Linked DNA regions of Felis catus: region 1 is linked to region 2. Evidence: chromatin contacts called from public Hi-C data. All regions are on one chromosome and are shown on one strand. The core of a region is the stretch at or near the end of the contact, and the rest is flanking DNA. Distances in the headings are between cores, read along the strand shown. Region 1 has its middle 32 kb from the start of PLEKHG6. Region 2 overlaps VWF (von Willebrand factor).

What was found. A called contact is a pair of places that touch in the nucleus more often than the background predicts.
Region 1: a Hi-C map of skin fibroblasts shows a contact between it and region 2, with 4 times the contacts expected there. The contact joins two enhancer-like sites. A contact is called at or near these places in 2 of 3 Hi-C or Micro-C datasets (fibroblasts and skin fibroblasts).

Annotation. Positions count from the first base shown.
Region 1 is chrB4:41,484,983-41,490,587 of F.catus_Fca126_mat1.0, reverse strand. No RefSeq gene overlaps it. Among named protein-coding and RNA genes, the nearest start is that of PLEKHG6, 32 kb to the left of the region's middle. Within about 2 kb of position 1,842, at least 3 of the 10 cell types and tissues checked have an H3K27ac peak or open chromatin away from gene starts, as enhancers often do.
Region 2 is chrB4:41,297,398-41,303,123 of F.catus_Fca126_mat1.0, reverse strand. It overlaps VWF (von Willebrand factor), which reads left to right. Exons shown (of 52, transcript NM_001246279.1): 11 at 1,479-1,615; 12 at 2,038-2,176; 13 at 3,288-3,388. Among named protein-coding and RNA genes, the nearest start is that of VWF, 49 kb to the left of the region's middle. Within about 2 kb of position 3,358, at least 2 of the 10 cell types and tissues checked have an H3K27ac peak or open chromatin away from gene starts, as enhancers often do.

The sequences.
Region 1 (5,605 bases), core at 593-3,092, 190 kb before region 2:
TGGTACATCCTAGAAATGTGCCTCCCTTCCTCATTGAATCAGAATGTACTCACTGAGAGCTTACCCTATGTACCAGGTGTGGAGTTAGGTGTATGGAGGTTCTAGGCCTTTTGTTGGGAGGTAAGGCCATCTACATAGAAAAAGAAGTGGGTAATGCTGGGTAAACACTGAGTACTATAACCTGTGTATGCTTTGGAATTTCAGAGGGACAGTGTGGCATTAACGACCAGAGAATAAATACTCTTTGGGGGGAAGGCCTGAGGGAGAGAGACTGCATTGACAGGCCACCCCTCACCCTGATTTCTATAGTAACCCAGCTCAGGAGGATCGTCCCAGGCAAGGAGGCCTCTTAGGCACCAGCATCAAAAAAGGGTGTCATATAGTGGTCACCAGATGAGACGATGGCCCCTTCCCTGTTTCTTTGCTTTTTATTATCTATCTATTCATTTATATATTTGTTATTTATTTATTTATTTATTTATTTATTTATTTATTTATTTTAATGTTTATTTATTTTGAAGAGACAGATTGAGAGAGAGTGAGCAGGGGAGGGGCACAGAGAGAGGGAGACAGAGGATTTGAAACAGGCTCTGTGCTGATAGCAGCAGAGAGCCAGATGCGGGGCTTGAACTCATGAACCATGAGATCATGACCTGAACCAAAGTCAGACACTTAACTGACCAAGCCACCCAGGTGCCCTGCTTTCTTTTTTTTAAAGTTTGTTTGTTTGTTTGTTTGTTTATAGAGTGTGGGTGTGCATGAGCTGGGGAAGGGCAGGGAAAGAGAAAGGGAGAGAATCCCAAGCAGGCTCCACGCTGTCAGTGCAGAGGCTGATGTGGGGCTCAATCTCATGAACTGTGAAATCATGACCTGAGCCCAAATCAAGAGTCAGATGCTTAACCAACTGAGCCACCCAGCTGCCCCTGTTCTTCTGCTTTTTTATTTTTTATTTATTTTTTTAAGCAAAAAGGCACATCCTTTTTCAAGTAGTTTCCTCTGAAGGGAGAGCTGGTGCCATGCTCTTCTAGAATCTGCTGCTCACTGGTAACCTTTTTTGGTGCACTGAAAAGGAATGACAAGTGAAAGCCTTCCTTTTTCCATTTCACTGGCCGGGGGCAGAGGCAGGGAGCCATGGTTTGATATGTCCTTATGTTGCCAACACAGTAAAAGTTGCTTATTGACGACAGTCTGAACATGTTAGGTTTCCAGATCAGCCCTCACAGATGGCTCCCCCATAACCCGCTCTCTTTCACCCTGGGTTCTCAGGCACCCCCTGTGCCACCTCATTCTGTTATTTCTTCTCCAACGTAACATCATTTGTCCCTGCCCAAACGCACCCCCCCCCCCCCAGCTGCCATCCATTGTTCTCAGAAAAACTCTCTTTGGGAATGGATGCAACAAGGGAAATTACTCTGGGACTGAGGAGGAAGGAAAGAAGGACAGGAATGGAATGGGTGGGTGATGGAAAAAGTGACTTCTAGCCATTCCTGGAGCTTGGGTCTGAAAGGCAATGCAGTGGTTGCCGTGGTGATGGCCAGACAAGCACACTGCTGTTTCCCCTCTTCTCAGAACTGAACAATGTTTGTTGTGCCTTTGTCTTGTACTCTAATACCTCAAGCCCATGCCTGGTATGGAGTACGGATTCTCTAGGTTTAGCTGCTCGTGCCTCAGTTTCCCAGCCTGCTCAAAGGAAGACAAAGAGGGTGTGCTAGATATTCCGTTTGCCCCTCTGTACTCGCTTTCCACCCTTCTCCACCTACTCTGCACCCCAGTGGGCTGACCTTTGTGGACCTCTGCTAGTGGGCTCTTGTCTGGCTTCCAGTCAGCCCACTGGAGGCACCCCAGGACCTGGAGGCTGAGACGAGAATGGGAAGGGCACTCATCCCCCTCCCCTGGCTCACTTGCCACTGGGCTGCTGATTGGCAGTGGTTTCGTTCCTTTCCTGAAGGCCACAGCTCCTGTCAGGTAGCCCTCCCTTGAAGCGCCAGGACTTGCTGGCTCCTGCTCCCTTCCCCTTGCTTCTTTATGCCTCAGAGTGGCAGTGGCTTCTAGCTTTTTCTAGCCCCAGAGTGCTTCACCATCTCTCGTTGGTTTTCTTCAGCCCTGCCTGTTCCTCCATGGTTAGCCTCTGCATCACAGTCTTCTCGGTCACCCCTTCTGGATGCATTCTCTGCTTGCCGCTGAGACCCTGGCTGATATATCTAACAATGAGGAAGGAAGGTAGCTGTCTCAGCACTCCTTTCTTTGTGGTCAGGGCTCCTGCAGGCTGGCTGTGTGGGAGGGGTAGCCGCCTCCGCCTCCGTGTAATCTGAGACATACCCAGAAGTCTACCCTGCTCAGAAATAGCCAGGCTGTAATTCTGAAGTCAGAGGCCATTTCTCTGAATTAAAAAGCTTATCTGTAAAGAGGCCACCCTTCCTAGGAAGGTGAGCACATGATCTAGTCATTCATTTCTCAACGTGTCTTCGTTTCGTCAGATCACAAGCTTGACTTAGCTTCATAAATTCAAGGGCTGTGTTTGTCTTCATTGTGTAGACATGGGTGGCATTTGGCCTGGTGAAGGGTAGGCTTAAATAAATATCTAAATATCTGGTGAATAAATGTATTCACCATTCAGTGACTACTTCCCGAGTACCGACTATGTTCCAGGCACCATTCTAGGTGCTTGCGATATATTCATGAACAAAATAGACAAAGATCCCCCTCAGGCAGAGTGACAGACAATAAATTATATGTATATATAATATTAGAAGATGATGGGTGCCATACAAAAAAAAAGAGCAGGATAAAGGAGATAAGAAGTGGCTGGGGCAGGTGTTATTGAAGTGTTATGTGGGGTGTTTGGGGTAAGCCTTATTGAGAAGATGACATTTACGCAGACCTGAAGGAACAGTGAGGTCTCTGAAGTTTTTGGAAGAGGAGAGTGATAAACACAGAGGGAAGAGCCAGGACAAAGGCTCTGTAGCTGGAACCTGCCTGGCACCAGTAAGACACAATAAAAAGCCCAGTTTGTTTGGAGCAGAGTGAACAAGGGGGAAGTGATTTGCTATGACATCTCGCTTTCTTTTCTGTGCCTGACCTAACATTTAGGGTCTCTTGTACCAGCCCTTAGGCCTCCAAGGAAGCCTCTGGAGAGCCCCACTGAACCCCCTGACCCCAACACAAACTTGCTCTGCTTCCACTGCTATTAGCAGCCGAATCTCCTATTGTTTCCTTAGTGTATCTGATCTCATGGGTAGTTGATCAGGAAAGCAAAAGCTCCTTATAAATTCAACAAATGTTGCTCCTAGGAGTCTTTAGAGTGGATCTTTTATAATCAATTCCATATTGGTGAAATTGAATGCAGTGTAACAGACTGTATTAAGAACAGTCAGGTTCTGTCTGGTCCAAGATGGCAACATAGGAGGCTCCTGAACTCCCCTCTTCCCATGGACTCACTTAATCTACAGTTACATGTAGAGCAGCTTCCTCTGAAAGAAATCCAGAAATCAAATCAGTGACTTCTATACAGTAGATAAATGGGAAAATACCCACCTCAAAATAGGTTGGAAAGACTGGGGTACACTCTTGCTGTAACCCTTACCTCCCACCGTGGCACAGCAACATGCAGATAGAATTCACAATTCCCAACTTCTCTCCAAGGAGCAAAGGGTTTGGACCCAGTATCTTATACCCTAACTTCTAAGACTTCCACTTGAGGGCTAGGGTCCCAAAATACTGAGCTCTGAAAACCAATGGGGCTTGCATCCATAGGACCCACAAGACTATAGGAAACAAAGCAATGGTCCTTAAGGAGAAACCTCCCCTCCCCTCCCCCAGGGCTCAGTGCAGAGGGAGCAGAGAAAATGTCCACCTCCATATTTCCCAGAAAGAAGCATATTTGGATACTTTAAAGTCTGCTGCCTGAGGGTCAGCCTTCTAATTTAGCACACATCTGGGAGCTAACTGTTATCCTCCCAGAAAGTGGAGATGGGAACCCTGGCAAGGCTCTCTCGGTATTCTCCCTCTGGCCTGCTCCAAGTAGCCCGTGTCTCCTTGGAAGGAGCTCGTGTACATGTTTGGTGCCCTGGCTTTTGTAGGTGCCACCTAGAGGACGTGGCCATTGATCATTTGGCTCTGGTGGCCAGCGCTTGTGTTCATGAATCCCACAGGACTGTAGCAAAAAAAGAAGAAAGAAGAAAGAAAGAAAGAAAGAAAGAAAGAAAGAAAGAAAGAAAGAAAGAGAAACAGTTCTTAACTAGCTATCCCTTTAGGACTGAGAGAGAGCAGACAGAAATGTCCATCTCTCAGTCTTTGCCTGAAGGAGATTTATTTGATACTTTAAAAGCTGCCAATAAGTTTGCATCTAGGTGCTGATTAAAATCCTCCCCTTTGGGCACTAACAGGTCTTGGCACATGCTAAACTACTGGGAGCCACTAAGAGCAAGGAAGGTGGCTTGGAAAGTCACATAATTTTGAGAGACAACTAAAGGCTCAGGCTGGGTTGAACAATAAGGTTCATCTCCTACCTTACCAATCTTTCAAGACTGGGAATGAAGTCTGTTTTATCTAATGTGCAGAAACCAATGCAAAGAGTCAAGAGGAGTGGAGAAACAAAGGAATATGTTGCAAACAAAAGAACAATGCAACACTCCAGAAACAGACCTTAATGAAATAGAGATAAGGGATTTACTGTATAGACAATTCCGAAAAAAAAAAAAAAAAGACCATAAAGATGTTAACTAAAGTTAGAAGAACAATGAATGAACACGGTGACAATTTCAACAAAGAGATAGAAAATATAAGGAAGTACTAAACGTAAATCATAGAACTGAAGAATACAATTACTGAACTAAAAAATTCAATAGAGTGGTTCAACAGAAGACTAGACAAATGGAAGAAAGGATCAGCAAACTCAAAAATATGACAGTGAAATTCATCCAATCAGAAGAGGAAAAGAAAGAGAGAGAGAAAAGAAAAAGAGTGAAGACAACTTAAAAATTTTTTTAACGTTTATTCATTTTTTGAGAGACAGAGAGTGGTGGGGGGGAGGGATGGAGAGAGAGAGAGACACAGAATCCAAAGCAGGCTTCAGGCTCTGAACCGAGAACACAGAGCCTGACGCGGGGCTCAAACCCACGAACCGTGAGATCATGACCTGAGCTGAAGCCAGAAGCTTAACTGACTGAGCCACCCAGGCGCCCCATCTCTGAGTGAAGATAACTTAAGAGACTTATGGGATACAGTTAAGTAAATCAATATATGCATTATAGAAGTCCCAGGAGGGAAAGAAAGATTGAAAGAGGCAGAAAGATTATTCAAAGAAATAAGGCTGAAAACTTCCCTAACCTAGGGAAAGAAACAGACATTCAGATCCAGGAAGCTCCGAAAGTTCCAGTCAAGAGGAATCCAAAGAGACCCACAATGGGACACATTATAATTGAATTGTCAAAAGTTAAAAACAAGAAGAAAATCTTAAGAGCAGCAGAAGAAAAAACTGTTACATACAAGGGAAGCCCCATAAGACAATGGGTTTTTATTTAGCAGAAACTTTTCACACCAGAAGAAAGTGGCATGTATATTCAAAGTGCTGAAGAAAAAAAAATTGCCAACCAAGAACACTCTA
Region 2 (5,726 bases), core at 2,109-4,608:
GGACACTCAGTAACCTGAGGCTACTCTCCCTTACCCCTGCCTTCCAACACATACCAAAGGCAGGGCCACACCTGGGCCAAAGCTGTGCCTGCTGTACCCTTCAGTGAAAATGCAGGCATGAGAGGCAGGAGGCGGTGGCGGGGGGAGGGGGGGTTGCTGTGGAACTTGTCTTGGGCAGATGGGGAGCAGAGATCTCCCTGCAGTCTCTGGGAACCCACTGACCATGCGACTGAGCCCAGCATCAGCCCCTGGGGATGGGTCGAGGTGGGACTGGCTATAAGATCCTTGTAAGAGGAACTTCAGGTTTAGACAGGATTAGTGCTGTGGAGAACAGATGTCTGCTGTTTGGAGGTCAAGGGTGACTGAGTAGGAAGGAGGGCCCCCTACTTTATGGAATGGCCATGGTGTGTGTCTATATTTATTTTTCTAAAGAGTAGAAGGCACAGATGAGAGGAAATACATAAAAAGAGATTTGGGAAGAGATCCAGATCCACACTTTAGCTTCAATGGGTCCATTGTGGGTCCCGGAGATGGGATTGCCCTGAGTTGGGGCGGGGCCTGTAGGGAATCACTGGAGACATTGGCAGAGGTCCCCCTTGCATGGACATTTGCCAGGATGTGTGATCTCTGGTCTGTGGTTCACTGGGCCAATGGCATGGCTGGATTGTGGTCTGGGGGAGGATGGAGGGGGGTTCAGGTGGAGGGTGAGCTGAGGGCTCCGAGTTGCGGGGCAACAAAGGGGTGTCCTCGTACCCACCCACAGATGTGTCAGCCTGAGCTAGGAAGCTGGCTTGGATGGTGGTGAGATCATGGGCAGATGGCCTCCTGGCCCCCCATTGGCCCCAACTGAAGTCACAACAGGGGACTTGCCCACGAGGAGACCTTAGGGCCACCCCTCAGCTGCGGGGTGAGGATGGCACCTTGGTCTCTGCCCTGCTGAGCTCAGAGAATGCCTGCCTCACCCCTCCTCTGTCCCCCATCTGGGCTGGCCTTTTAGCCTGCTTGCCTTAGGGAACTCTCGTGGGTGGGGCTGTGCCCTGTGGCCCCCCCCCCCCCCCCCACAACACCAGTGCAGAGAAAGGCCTGTTCCTGGACCAAGCAACACCTGACCCCAGCAGAGCCAGATCCTGTGGGGCGGCTGTAGGGAAGGGCTGGGAGTCACAGTGAACTGAGAACAAGGAGCTGCGGGCTCTGGGCTGGGCTCCACCACTGACTGCATGTGGCTGTCACTTCCCTTAGTCCTCCCTTCCATAAAGTGAGACATTGACCCGAAGATCCTACTGTGACCTCTCACGGACTGAGGAGAGGGACCCGAGTTAGAGTCCTCCTGTGGAACACGTTTTCAGACTGGTGTGGGGAAAGAACATCTGGAGTTTCCACTTGGGGTGCCTGGGTTGCATGTGCATTCCACCTTTGCCACCTCCGAGGGGCTTCCGCACCTCCTACTGCTCTTACCTCCCTCCTCTGTGTCCCTCCAGGGGAGTGTCTCGTCACAGGACAATCCCACTTCAAGAGCTTTGACAACAGGTACTTCACCTTCAGTGGAGTCTGCCAGTATCTGCTGGCGCAGGACTGCCAGGACCACACCTTCTCTGTTGTCATAGAGACTGTCCAGGTGAGCTTGCCTGCCACAAGTCAGGAAGCTGTGACCGGGGTTGGGGCAAGGTGGTCCCGTTTCCTTCGTGAGCTGCTGGGGTACATGCTCCAGAGACCGAAGCAAGGAGGGGAAGTCTAGAGGGCACAGGGCTCCCCGCTGAGGATTGAAGTCCCAGACTGGCTTTGGAACCATAGGCCCAAGAGTTCTTTATAAAGACTGGAGCAGGACTGGGAAAGGGTGTGGGGAGCTGGGCTCAGGGCCGTGTTCTGGCACACCTCCAGGGGCCCACTCACAGAGACCGCTCCATCAGAATGGAGCTGCTTCTCCTAAGAAGGCCAGATGCTGTGTGGGGCTGTGCTCTTTCTCTGAGGAAATGGGTCCTGGGCTGGGGCACTGGGCTGGGGTTGTGGTGACATCACTCTGTGTGCCGCTCTTGGCAGTGCGCTGATGACCCTGATGCTGTCTGCACCCGCTCTGTCACTGTCCGCCTGCCCAGACTGCACAACAGCCTTGTGAAGCTGAAGCATGGGGGAGGAGTCTCCATGGATGGCCAGGACGTCCAGATCCCTCTCCTGCAAGGTGTGCTCCCTCCTCCTCCAGGCCTGGGGCGGGTGCAGCTCACCTACAGAGCTCCTGCCCCTCAGCAGTGCTCACTGCCCACCTCTTCTGTGAGGAGAGCTAGCTTCGGAGGGGTGGGTATCCTCTATCCTCGGCATGCATCCTTTCAAGAAAGGAAGGCTTCCTGGAGGAGGAGGAGGATGGGTGGAGGAAGCTGGCTGGAGGCAAGGGAGCTGCTCTCTGGCATGGAAAGGGCGCAGAGGGGGAAAGGGGACCAAGAAGGTTTTCACTTGGCTTGAGCCAAAGGGGCGAGTTGAAGGTTGGGCCCGGTGGTTGGAGCTCTCCTTTGAGGTGGGAAAGGAGCAGAGGCTGACGTGGAGAGGTTAGGGGGTGGCTGATGATGCGTCAGACCAGAGGATATCGTGGGGCAAAGCCAGGCGACCCTGTGACCTGTGGGAAGAGCCGACCTGTCCAGTGACTTTGCCAGTTGGCACCACACCCTTTTGAGCAGCGTAATTGCCACCTTCACCCTCAAAGTGGCTGTCAGATCCTTCCTATTTCTTTCCCATGACCTTCATGGACCATGTGGCCCATTATCCTGTCATTGACCACAGCACATCCACCTGTGTTTAATGCTGTCTGAGTCTCCCCATGAGGTACCTTCCTCCAGGGCAAGAGATTATGTCTCCTACCTCGTCTCCAGTGAGAACTACTGTATTCAACCACACAGCATCGCTCAGACATGACGACTGAGTAACTCAGCCTAGAAGTGGGGTGCAAGGCCAGAAGGGCTTGGGGAATACTCAGGGGTCAGGGGTTCAATGGGAGGCAGAGCCTCAGAAGCCAAGGATGCAGAAGCCTCTGCCGCCTTCTTGTGGCAGTGGAGTGAATGGCAGGCTACGGCCAGGGTACAGGGGCACCTTTCTACGGCACCCAATTTGTACTACATCCTGATTATCCTTTCTCCTGAGACCCCGTTAAGCCTCATGGACATCCCCATCTGCCCCCAACTCCTTGATTTCATTGTTACAGTCCTTCGTGAGATACCCCGTCTCTTCCCACTATACATCTGCCTGTCACCACCCTGCCCTCTCCCCATCTCAGCCTAAATCCTGTCCCTGCTCTGTTCCAGGTGACCTCCGCATCCAGCACACCGTGATGGCGTCCGTGCGCCTCAGCTATGGGGAGGACCTACAGATGGACTGGGATGGCCGTGGGAGGCTGCTGGTGATGGTAGGTGCCCTCCCAAACACTGCTTCCCTGTAGCCTGGACCTTACAAAGTTCTTCTTGTGCTCTGGCAGAGCTCTGGCTTTATGTGGTGGGAGAAGAATTCCTCTATCCCCAGGCCCTACGCCCCCAGAATAAGGAACAGGCCTCTCTTGTTTATGAGAGGCTGGTGTTTGTTGTCTGGACACCCCTTGTTTGCCCTGGGGGTTCTCCCTTCTGGGGCTCTGGTGCCCCAAGGCCTTCCAGACTGGGCTGGCTCCTGAAGGGCTAGGAGGTAGCCTTCGGTGCCCAGCCTCCTGGCTGCAACAAAGCTGGGGAGCAGGGGTGTCTCTCAGGGGGTGCCCGCTGTGGGCAGCAAGGGAAGAGCCCATCTGGAACTCGCAGCCAAGGTCCCCTGTTGTGCACCCTGGGGGAGAAAGCCATCCTACTGCCCAGTAAGTTTGCCCTGGGAACTGCCAAATCCCTCCCCCATCCCTGGGTCTCTGTGGTCTGGGGGGCCACTTCCTTGTGTTCTCCGTGGCCTCAGAGTCACATTTGGGTGGCAATCCATAGATTTCAACAGGGCTTCCTCTCTGGAAATTTTCCAGAGCAGATGGGCAGTGTGGTTGCCACTGCCATTTTTATAAATGAAGGAACCCAGGCTCAGGTGAGTCAGGACACGTGCCCAGGACTACACACGTGATTGGTGTTGGAGCGGGATCAGCTCTCTGGCAGTGTCATTCCTGCTGGACCAGAGCTTCTCATTTCTTGGTCTTCAGATGACTTTGTACTCTTAAAAATTATTGAACACCCCAAGATCTTTTACAGAGGTTGTATCTGTCAATATTTACCATGTTGGAAATTAGAGAATTAAAATACATACTTATGAATTCACTTAAAAAATAACAATAATAATATATCGTATGCCTGAAACTAATATAACAATGCATGCTAATTACACTTGAATTGAAAAAAACCCAAACAAAAATAACAATAATAAATCCACTACATGTTAACATAAACAATAATTTTTTTTTGAAAAATAACTATGTTTTCCAAAGGAAAAATAAGGAGAAGAATATTATTGTTTTACATTTCTGCCAATTTCTTTAATGGCTGGCTTAATAGGAGACAGCTGGAGACTCGCATCTCCTTCTGCATCCAGTCTTTTGCAACATTATGTGTCATGTAGCCTCTGGAAAATTCCACTGTACACTTGTAAGAACATGAGAGGGAAAAAGCTGAATAACATCTCTGTATGATTAGGAAAGTAGTTTTGGCCTTGTGGACACCTTGAAAGGGCTTCAGGGACCTCCATGCCCCAAAGGGTCCCAAGACCTCAGTTGAAGACCATAGCGCAGGAAGATCTCGGAGAGCTTCTTGTCAGCCTCTCCTCTGCAGTTAGAAATAAAACCCATCATTTCTGGAGCAAGAAAGAACTCACCCTGGTCTCATGGTCTTTTGGTTACAGAGTTAGGATCAAAACTCAGGTCTCCTGACCCCCGACTAACTCACCTCCTGCACCCTGGTCTTCAGGAAGGGTGCCTCCCACCCTGCCATTGGCCATACCACCTTCTCTAACCTCTCATGTCACAGTAAGGGTGCTTGTGATCTGAGGGCTGAGCCTACCTCTGGAACAAGCCAAGAGGACCCAGGGGACAGAGGAAGATACTGCCTTAGTGGGGATAGTGTGACAGCAGGCCTGGGGGTGACCAGAGGGACTTTGTGGGGGAGTGAGGGTACTCACAGTCTGGGAATGAGGAGGAAAGAGAGGCTACTGAGGCACAGGTGGAGGGAGTGAAGACATCACCTGTTTCGCTGCTCAGGTCAGGGCTGGCCTTGACTACAGGCATTGCATTTCAGCTTGTGTCCTCAGAAGAACCTCATTCATTCACGAACTTGCTCAGTCATTTGTTCAACACATAGTTAGTGAGTGTCCAGAGGCACCATTCTAGAGGACAAGACTACAACTGTGAAACTCCGCAGACAAGGATCCCTGCCTCACTTAATTTATGTTGTACTGGGGGAAGACAGACGATAAACCAACCAAACCAGTAAATTATATCGTATATTAGAAGGAAATCCTGAGGAGGTGAATAAAGCAGAGAAAGGGACAAAAAGTGTCAGGGTCTGAGCATTTACATTTTAAGTAGGGATGTTAGGGGGCACCTGGGTAGCTCAGTCAGTTAAGCATTTACAGCTCAGGTCATGATCTCATGGTTCATGAGTTCAAGTCCTGCTGAGCTGTCAGCACAGAGCCTGGAGCCTGCTTCGGATTCTCTGTCTCCCTGTCTCTCTGCCCCTGCCCCACTCGTACTCTGTCTCTGTCTCTGTCTCTCTCTCTCTCACAAAAGTAAAATTTAA